Regions from separate parts of the Sus scrofa genome. Here regions 1 and 3 are each linked to region 2. Evidence: chromatin contacts called from public HiChIP or PLAC-seq data. All regions are on one chromosome and are shown on one strand. The core of a region is the stretch at or near the end of the contact, and the rest is flanking DNA. Distances in the headings are between cores, read along the strand shown. Region 1 has its middle 180 kb from the start of FYN. Region 2 has its middle 11 kb from the start of FYN. Region 3 has its middle 140 kb from the start of FYN.

Region 1 (2,934 bases), core at 382-2,881, 170 kb before region 2:
CTTTTCATTATTTATACATATCACTTCATCTTGTTTCATTGCATTTACTAGAATTTTCAGCTCAGTGTTAATTTTTAGTGGTGAAAGGAATGTTCTTGTCCAGTTTTAGGTTTGCATAGAAATAGAATGTTTCTCTTTCCCTTGAGAGAGTATGTGAGAGAGTGTGTGGGGGGAATGCATACAGCTTATTCAAAGGCAATTAAGTAAAATACGTGATAAATTAAGTGCGGGATGGAATAAATTTCAATTTTACTCCAGTATGGAGTATTTTCTGATATTTTGATAAACCATTCCTGATAAACTTGATTTTTTTGGCTTAAAATGAGTATAATTTCTATATCCTCATTAATAATTTAAATCTATTTGAGGTCTTCACTGGCTGATTTATTTTCATTGGACTTTTGATTCTATGGATCATATGAAGAAGCACTGTTCTTTCAGACTGGGCTGAGATCTCCAAAGTTCAGGTCAATTGACCTTGATTTATAAGTTAGAAAAATTGAACCTCTATAATATAACAGGTATCTTGGTTTCCACACTTGCCAAATTCACACCCTACATAACTATTTCTGCTTATATTATTGGTTCTCAGAAACTCAGATGTTTTCTCATAGACACAAAATCTAAAAATTTAAGATGATTTTAAAATTTGGAAGTTATATCTGCTATCCTCCTCTAAATTTCATTTTGGGGGTCGCTTTACTAACTTGGCCAGTTTTGTTTTGGTAGTTTTATAACCTAGCAGTCTTCATGAAGCTAGACACGAGGAGGGCCAGAGATGGTTTTGCCAGGGCACATGTCGGATGGTACCAATTTTTTTTTCTTTTGACAGTCACACCTGCAGCATATGGACGTTCCCAGGCTAGTGATCGAATTAAAGCTCAGCTGAGGCCTACACCACAGCCACAGCAATGGCAGATCCAAGCTGCCTCTGCAACCTGCACCATACCTTGGGACAACATTGGATCCTTAATCCACTGAGGAAGGCCAGAGATTGAACCTGCATCCTCATAAATACTGGCCTGGTTCTTAACCCACTGAGCCGCAATGGGAACTCCAGATGGCAGTACTTATCTGTTGACCATATATGAAGGGCAAGATTTCTTCCTTGAAGAATACTCAATGCAATATTTTTTTCCTTAGAAAATCTCAAGTTTTATTCTGCATGGATATATGTTGAAAATTCCTCAGTCCAATTTTTCTTGTCCCACTTCCTATTTTCTCTAGATTAGCGAAACCAGGTTCTGGGTCAATTACACTAAAGTAGAAGATGAGAGGGAATAAATACTTTCCACCAAGTCTAAAAAAACTGAGTCTATTTTAAGGCACAATCAGTTGCAAGTACCTTAATTTATCCAACTTAGTCATCTATTGACAGACACTTAGGATACAAGCTTGCATGATTACAAAAATGCTGAAATTGTCCTTATACATATACCATTTTGTACGTATGTGAACATATCTAGCTTGAACATAAGAAGATATGTATTGGACAGATATAGAGTTATCTTAGTGAGTCCAAGAAGGAGTTGACTAACCAAGTTAGAGGAAGGAATATGCCATGCTACACGGGTCTCAGCAGTAGGACTTTGTAGATCATTTCCCCAGAACACTGTCAGTTTAACCATCAACCAATGTGGCGTGCTGGCTAGTTGCTCTCCAAAGCCACTTCCTCTTCCCCTAAGGAATACCACTAGACTACTTTTGCATATAGGGGTATCATGTGACTATCTCTGACCAATAGAATGTGAGCTAACATTCTCACATTTAGGTCTGACTCCTAAAACCTGCCATGGAGTTCTCTTTCTTCCCTTGTGAAGAATCCAGTGAAATCCTGGTTAAGGGCAGAGGGGGTCTCTCAATCACTTGGTGAAAAGTTACCCAACAAAAATTCAATTGAACTGTGACTTCAGAAAGAAGTAAATTTTTGCTACGTAATACCACAGAGATTCAGGAATTGTTTGGTATAGCAGCTGGTTTTTCCTGACTAATACGCCGAGTCTGCTGTGTATCTATAATCCTGTTTTCAAATTTTCAGTAAATAATGCTTCGCTCATTATGGGTTGAGTGTCTACCCCTGATCATTTGGCTATGGCTAGGCTGAAGGGCTGCAGGTCACTTCATGTAGACATGGTCTCCCAAAGCCCACCCCTGAGTTTTGGAAGCTAGTCCCAGAAAGTAGGAATCACTGTGAGCTGAGAAGCCAGTAAAAGAATCTTATCCATGGAGGACAATAATGAACAGGAAGGGCCTAGGGCCAACTGACCTCTCATGGTCGGAACAAGGGTAAAAATTCTATCAAACTTCATTCCTGGAGTTCCTGTGGTGGCACAGTGGTAACAAACCCTGCTAGTATCCATGAAGACTCAGGTTTGATCCCTGTTCTCACTGAGTGGGTTAAGGATCCAGCATTGCCATGAGCTGTGGTGGAGGTTGCAGACACACCTGGGATCTGGCGTTGCTGTGGCTGTGGGTAGCTGTAGCTCCAATTAGACCCCTAGCCTGGGAACCTCCATATGCTGCAGGTGTGGCCCTAAAAAAAAAACCCAAAAAACAAAAAACAAACAAAAACTTCCCATTCTCATACATTTCACATCCGTGCAAGACCTGTCACAAATCCTTCATCCTCAGGAACAATTAGCTCTCTGTGGGAAATGTGGAATACATGCAAGTTAAAAAATTATTTATGTGAGAAATTTCGTTTTAGAAGATAGTGTAAACTTTGCTGGAGGGACCTGGCCTATCATTCTCTTGGAAAGAACAGCATTTTGATTGGAAAGGAAGAAATTCCTATTAAACGCATGGTGACACTCAATCATGGAGACTTGAGGCTTGTGGAGATATGGGTAAATGATTACAATGGGGCATTTGTCATTTTAAAAATTCTGACCCAGCATTCCACCTCCTCTCTTATTTGAGGGAGGGTCCTGTTAT
Region 2 (3,251 bases), core at 714-3,213:
AAGAAAAAAGCGCTTAAAGAGCACTTTAACCATAGTGCAAAAATAAGATAAAAGCTGTAGGACATAGCAGTGCCCAGTTCCTATCACATCGGTAAAACGCTCCCATCATTAAACCTGTCATTTAGTGAAGAGCACAGCATGCTTCTTAAAAGGCAGCCTGGGGTCGTCAGAGCCAGGTCATTCTGGCTAGGTAACCCTGGACAAGTTACTTAAATTCTATGAGTCCAAGGCTCCTGAACTGTGAAGCATCCTTTCAAAGTTGTTCTGAGGATTAAATGAAATACCGTATGTGAACTGCCAAGCAGAAAATAAATTCTCAGTTCATAGTAGCTATTGTTACAATTCATTGTGGTTGTTATGCTATGAACTTGCCTTAATCCAAGTTTAACTGTAGTATCAAAGGAGATTGGAAGCTCTTATTGGTTCTAGAGGTGGAAAAGGGAAAAAGAACAGGTGGTCAGCAGAGCCTCCCTAAAGCTCCATGTTGGAGTTATGGCCTCCTTGTGTTGGGGCACAGGCCACCTCTCATAACAAAAAGACCCCATCACCCATCTCGCTTCCCCCAGAAAAATAGGGGTTCCCACAGGATAAGTGTTCATATGCCTCTCTCATGTCGTAGTCAGAGATCAGAGCTTTAAGGTGGTTGACGCTGTGCCCTACAAGGCCATCCGGGGCCCAGGTTCCTACTGCTCTGCCATCCCTGGTGGGCTTCCCTCCTCTGCCTGGTCGATGCCAGTTTACAGGTACCACATCTACTTTCCAGCCCACAGGAAGTCGGAGAGAGAATGAAGGGCAGCCCACTCTTTTGAGGGATGCGAGAGTCAGGTGTATCACATCCACTCACAACCAGTTGACCAGAATTCAGTGACATGTCCACACCTAGCTGCAAGGGAGTCTGAAAACAGTAATGTTCAGCTATGTAGCCATAGACCTCAAACTCTATTATTGTGGGAGAATCAGGGTGAAGTTGGAGGGACCGCTAGCGTCTGCCCCACCCCTCAGCAGCTTTTATCCTCTCACTACTCTCTTATCTTCAATGAGGTGGATTTGGGCCTCTTCCCTTCAGGCCAAGGGTGACCCTATCTGATGCCAGAATCCTGCAAGCTCTTGGAAAAAGGGAAGATAAACTGCTCTGCTGTCCTCATTAAGGAGATAACCTCAAGTTCAATTCCTCTACAAGACAGCACTCCGAAAAAAATCATCATCCTCTGCCTCACACATACACCCTGTAAAAAGTCACTATTGACTTGCTTTACCATAAATTGTATATGTGTTTATAAATGTATGCTGGGGAGTTCCCATCGTGGCACAGTGGTTAATGAATCCGACTAGGAACCATGAGGTTGCGGGTTCGATCCCTGCCCTTGCTCAGTGGCCTAACGATCCGGCGTTGCCATGAGCTGTGGTGTAGGTTGCAGAGGCAGCCTGGATCCCGTGTTGCTGTGGCTCTGGCATAGGTCGGCAGCTACAGCTCTGATTCGACCCCTAGCCTGGGAACCTCCATATGCCGCAGGAGTGGCCCAAGAAATGGCAAAAATACAAAAAAAAAAAAAAATATATATATATATATATATATATAAATGTATGCTGATATAGAAACCAAGTCTTCCCTTTTTGGATCTGTTAACAGACCTCTGACTGGATCTCATCTGCCAAGTAGGTCATCAGTGAGTAGTCTGGTCCACATAACACGCATTCCTCCCACACAAAGTGGCCACCATTTGTCATCCCAGATACTGTTATTACAGCTGCTGGGGAAGCATCACTGACTGCCTCCAGTGGGTCCCGTGTTCTCCCCCTCCTACTTACTAACTCCCTCCTTTAATTTCCTTGTGTCTGTGTTGGCACTTGTGTTCACGAGTGAGACCTCTTGCGAAAGTTTTGTGGAAGCAGGTACCACATCATCAACCAGCCTGGGGCTCACCAGGGTCAAGGGAGGTAATGTCACGGAAGGGCAGACTGACCTCATTTCCTTAGACAAGGAAGTGGCAGGAGGAGGCAGCCTCCGGTCAGTGGCCCCTCTGCTCCCTTTGTCACCATCATCACCGTCACTGTTGTTCCTTGTCCCAGTAGAGGCTGTGGAATTAGAGAGGGGTCTGTTTTCTGACAGCTCCTCTATCGGCATTCACACCAAAACAGCTTCTGAGAAGGTTTGAAATTCTAAACCAGTGCAAGGGACCCAAAAGTCATGGCTGCTGGTGTTGCTGATGTCTTGCAGCTTGAGAACATGCCAAAATAAAGATCCAGAGGAGGAGGGACCTGGCTTCATGTCCTTCTTCAAAGAAAAGGTGTCGGCCTCCGTTCCAAAAACACAATACAAGTGGCCCCACCACCAGATTCTCGGGGCAGTAGATTTTGATGGGCTCTGACTTCATAGCCAGATAAGTAATCAGTGGAAAAGGGAGAAATAGGCCACACAAACATGAGCTCCAGGGCAAAAGGGAAAGTAAAATATTCTTAGGCAAAGTCCATTCTGTTTCTTTAAAGGAATAGAGCTTCTTGGCGGAAGTGACAAATTAAAGGGAAAAAGAATTAACTGTGTTTTGAAAGGAGGAGGCTGCATTTGCAGAGTCATCTGGCGAGGAAGCTCCTTAGAGACAGGAAAGATTGGCAAAGCTGGGTTTTGTCTGGCCTTGGAGAGTGAACCCCCTTGGCTTTCATTCTCCACATTGGTGGGGAGGGGGCGTTGATGACGCCTGTTCAAACAGCCACTTTGTGCTAATGTGTTTTCTTGTGGCTCTGCCAGGTGACAGCCTGACCCTTGGGCCCTCCGCCACTTTAGCCCAGAAAGCCAATCTCTACCGCTGTGGCCCAGAAGCGATACTGATTTTCCTGTTTCTCTTTGCTGGTTCATGAATAGAAGCCCCCATTTTTGTTTTTATTTGTGTTTTCCTTTGGTGGTTTATATAGAACAAAACCAAAGGGAGTGGAGAGAGGCTTGACCCTAAATATCGACATTAGGAAGAAACGTCTTTGTTGGATCTTTGGTGTTTCTGCAAAACTTGAGGTCGAATTAACCAGCCTTGGTTAGTGTTCCGTGCCCTGCTTGGCTTGCCCCAGATTCTAGGGATCATTGGCTCAAAAGTCAAAGCATCAATAGGCCAAGCTGAACTCCCACCAGGAGAGGGGGAAGGAACAAGAGGAAAAGTGAGAGCAAAATACAGATTGTTTCTGCCCAGTGCCCTGAGCAAGTCCCTTTGCCTGCAGCAGGCGTCCAGTGAACAACAGTGCTTTGCTTCATCCTCTCACCA
Region 3 (3,050 bases), core at 539-3,038, 130 kb before region 2:
AAATAATTCTTCAAAGCATCAAGCCCCATGGGTTAGCAAGTATGTAAACCCTCATTTTAAAAGAATAGGAGATCGAGTTACCCTGCTTTGGGCATCTGACTGTACTTGGATTTTTTTGGTTAAGTGCTAATAAAAACCTCTTCTGTCTTCTTTAATAAACCCCAAGTGGTGGGCAGACAGCAGGCAATTTCCTATTTCACAGAAAGAGAAACCAAGGGATAGGTCTTATGACTTATAAAGATAGCAAACCAATTTCTGGGCTGAATGCTACCCTCATTTATATTTTGTTGGCCCACATGGTGCATTTAAAAAATTTAAACCAACACTTAAAAATTGGGCAGTTTTGTATAAAAACTGAGATTCCCAGCTTCTCTTGGTGGGGGGAGGAAGGTCTGGCAAAACCGAGCCTGCCTTCCGTCATTGACAGCGGCCTGCCCAAGCAGTGCAGCTGTCCTCTTGGGGTGAGGCAGGGGTCTTCAGCTCACCCTAGCCCTTTCAAACCTGCATCATTCATTTATTTTACCTGCCTGGCCCGTGGGGGTTGTTTAATATGTGACTCTTGCTCTACTCTTTCTCTTTCCCCAGTCACAGAGCAAATAAATAGCAGGGCTAGGAACAGAACTTGGTTTCCAAGCCAACTGCTTCCTTCCTGGCTCTGGACCAAAATTCTGTGTTTTCGAGAGTAATTCATAGCATGAGAGGCATCATTAGGTGGTTGAGCCTATGCTTTGCACCTTGCTGCTCGCAGTAGCCCCTGCAGTTAATTGGACCAGGTACATTGCTCTACTTGGGGTGCCGCCCCGTACTCTGTTCTCTCTCAGAAGGTTGTATGTGCCGTCTGTTGTGACAGGCAAGATGGAAGTGCCACACCAGTACTAGCATTTGTCTGTGTGTAGAAACCCTGGCCAGAAGGGAGATGCCCCAAAACGCGGGTTCCAGAGTTTCCAGATTTTTCAATGAGGTGAATGAATATTTATATAAAAGAAATAGGAATGAGGTGGTGAGACAAAGTGTATTTGCTGTCGGCCAAGCCCTGTTATGTCCTCGCAGTGTGGGAGACCCAAGAGTGTTCCCCAGCCACCTTTGCTGTCCCCTCCTGGACCAGCCCCTTCCCATTAAATTCCTTTGGGGATCCCCTCAATGTTGGTGAGCTGAAGATTGCCCTCGGGGTGGCATCGACTTGTTCCCAAGCTCTTCCCTGCCCTGCACCCCTCACCCTTTTGAACATGGACTTATCACTGCACCTTGACTGGGGGCCGGGGGGGAGGGAGGTTCAGACTCTGCCATCTTGAACTTCATTAGGTGACGCGTACAGGAGGACATGGGACAGTGAGCTCATCTGGGGCCAGAGTGAATGGGCAGAGGAAAAAAAATGTTTTTTGTTTTTTGTTTTTCTGGGGGAACAGGGCAGTGAGGGGGTACCCCAAAACAAAAGGCCTTGTCTGAGCCGGATCCTGTCCCTGGGGCCTGCTGAGCTGTGGGCCACACAGGCGCTTGGGGTGCACTGAGTGTCTGTGTGCAGCTGGGGCGGCCCTGGGGTACCCAGTGTGAGAGTGGGCCTGTTCCCGGGCTTCAGGCAGCAAGCCAGGGGCCGCCCCTTCACCGAGGAACATTGAGGGGCTTCTGTATACACTCTGTGTACGTTTCAGCTTTCTTTGGAATTGTGGCAGAGTCTGGCCCTGCCTGGTCTTTTTTGTGCCCTGGATCCTAAGTTAAGAATAACCGAGGGAACACTGCCCCCGTTGACACGCTAGATATGGAAGCTGCTATCAAATGGCTATTTTATCCTCGGTTGCCACTGACATCACATCACGTACAGCTCTGAGTTCTCACTTTAGTGTTGATTGAATAGAGCTGTGATCGTTGGAGCAGAAAGAAGCCATTCAGACGTGAATATGTGAAGACGAGTCTGGTAATGTGCAGATGTTTTTTGGCAGGTCAATGAATATTTTAAATCTTTTGCAAGTAGTAAAAAGGGTTGGATTGGGACTAGAGGAGATTCTGTGCAGGAGAAAAGTCTACCTCCATTATACCTCATTTCTCTCTCCATCTTCCATTTCTTAAAATCATCAAACAAAGGCCCGAACTGTGATTTGAGTCTTGGATTCATCACGGCCCTTCGTTAAATCTCCATCTTACACAAGACGTGATTATGATTCTAAAGTGTTGAATCTTGGCTTCTTCTCAGATTTTTTTCAATAAAAAGGAAGCACTGGACAGTGTTAAAAAATGACAGCAGAATCTCTAGATTGGCTCTTTATCATTTATTTCTAGTTAAAGACACAGGACTAAGTTTAAGGAGCAGGTCATCCTCTGAGTGTGTGTGTGGGGGTGGGTAGGTGGGTGCGTCCTGGTTTATACATCCCACCCCAGCGCACACCTCTGCTCGCAATGCAGGGGCAGCAGGGCCCCTGATTCGGTGCAGTTTCAGTTCCTTCATTTCCTTTGGTTGGTTCTTCATTAGTCACCCTGTTGCCCCCTGCAGAGATGACACTAGGCCTTGTTGTGTAGCAGGCACTGTGCTCAGTGCCATCCTGGCCACAGACAAGCTGGCATCGAGCAGGGGAGATGGTGACACAGGTCCTGTGTGAAGTACTGTGGGAGCACAGGAAAACCAGTTCTTCTAGAAGTGGAACCAGGAGGAGTTCCTGTCGTGGCACAGTGGTTAACGAATCCGACTAGGAACCATGAGGTTGCGGGTTTGGTCCCTGCCCTTGCTCAGTGGGTTAACGATCCAGCGTTGCCGTGAGCTGTGGTGTAGGTTGCAGACGCGGCTCGGATCCTGCGTTGCTATGGCTCTGGCGTAGGCAGGTGGCTACAGCTCTGATTCGACCCCCAACCTGGGGAACCTCCATATGCCATGGGAGAGGCCCAAGAAATAGCAAAAAAAAAAAAAAAAAAAAAAAAAAAAAGGCAATAGAAGTGGGACCACAGGGAAGCAGGAGCAGAAAGATGATCCTGTCCTGAGCCCTAAAGGCCAATTAGGAGAAAATTTTCCTGACCTAGCAGAGCATGGGAGAGTGGAATGACCATGCCTCATCCAGAGCCGG

What was found. HiChIP or PLAC-seq counts read pairs in DNA pulled down with a chosen protein or histone mark.
Region 1: an H3K27ac HiChIP or PLAC-seq map of alveolar macrophages shows a contact between it and region 2. The contact joins two enhancer-like sites. A contact is called at or near these places in 2 of 5 promoter capture datasets (fetal skeletal muscle and liver), 3 of 47 Hi-C or Micro-C datasets (alveolar macrophages, fetal skeletal muscle and skeletal muscle) and 1 of 2 datasets of contacts at active chromatin or transcription factors (alveolar macrophages).
Region 3: a contact with region 2 is called in an H3K27ac HiChIP or PLAC-seq map of alveolar macrophages. The contact joins two enhancer-like sites. A contact is called at or near these places in 2 of 2 datasets of contacts at active chromatin or transcription factors (alveolar macrophages and skeletal muscle).

Annotation. Positions count from the first base shown.
Region 1 is chr1:77,818,443-77,821,376 of Sscrofa11.1, reverse strand. No RefSeq gene overlaps it. Among named protein-coding and RNA genes, the nearest start is that of FYN, 180 kb to the right of the region's middle. Within about 2 kb of position 1,631, at least 1 of the 83 cell types and tissues checked has an H3K27ac peak or open chromatin away from gene starts, as enhancers often do. A contact at or near this core is called in alveolar macrophages, where this site is marked.
Region 2 is chr1:77,652,088-77,655,338 of Sscrofa11.1, reverse strand. It overlaps a transcript of FYN not described here. Among named protein-coding and RNA genes, the nearest start is that of FYN, 11 kb to the right of the region's middle. Within about 2 kb of position 1,963, at least 6 of the 83 cell types and tissues checked have an H3K27ac peak or open chromatin away from gene starts, as enhancers often do. A contact at or near this core is called in alveolar macrophages, where this site is marked.
Region 3 is chr1:77,785,614-77,788,663 of Sscrofa11.1, reverse strand. It overlaps a transcript of FYN not described here. Among named protein-coding and RNA genes, the nearest start is that of FYN, 140 kb to the right of the region's middle. Within about 2 kb of position 1,788, at least 19 of the 83 cell types and tissues checked have an H3K27ac peak or open chromatin away from gene starts, as enhancers often do. A contact at or near this core is called in alveolar macrophages, where this site is marked.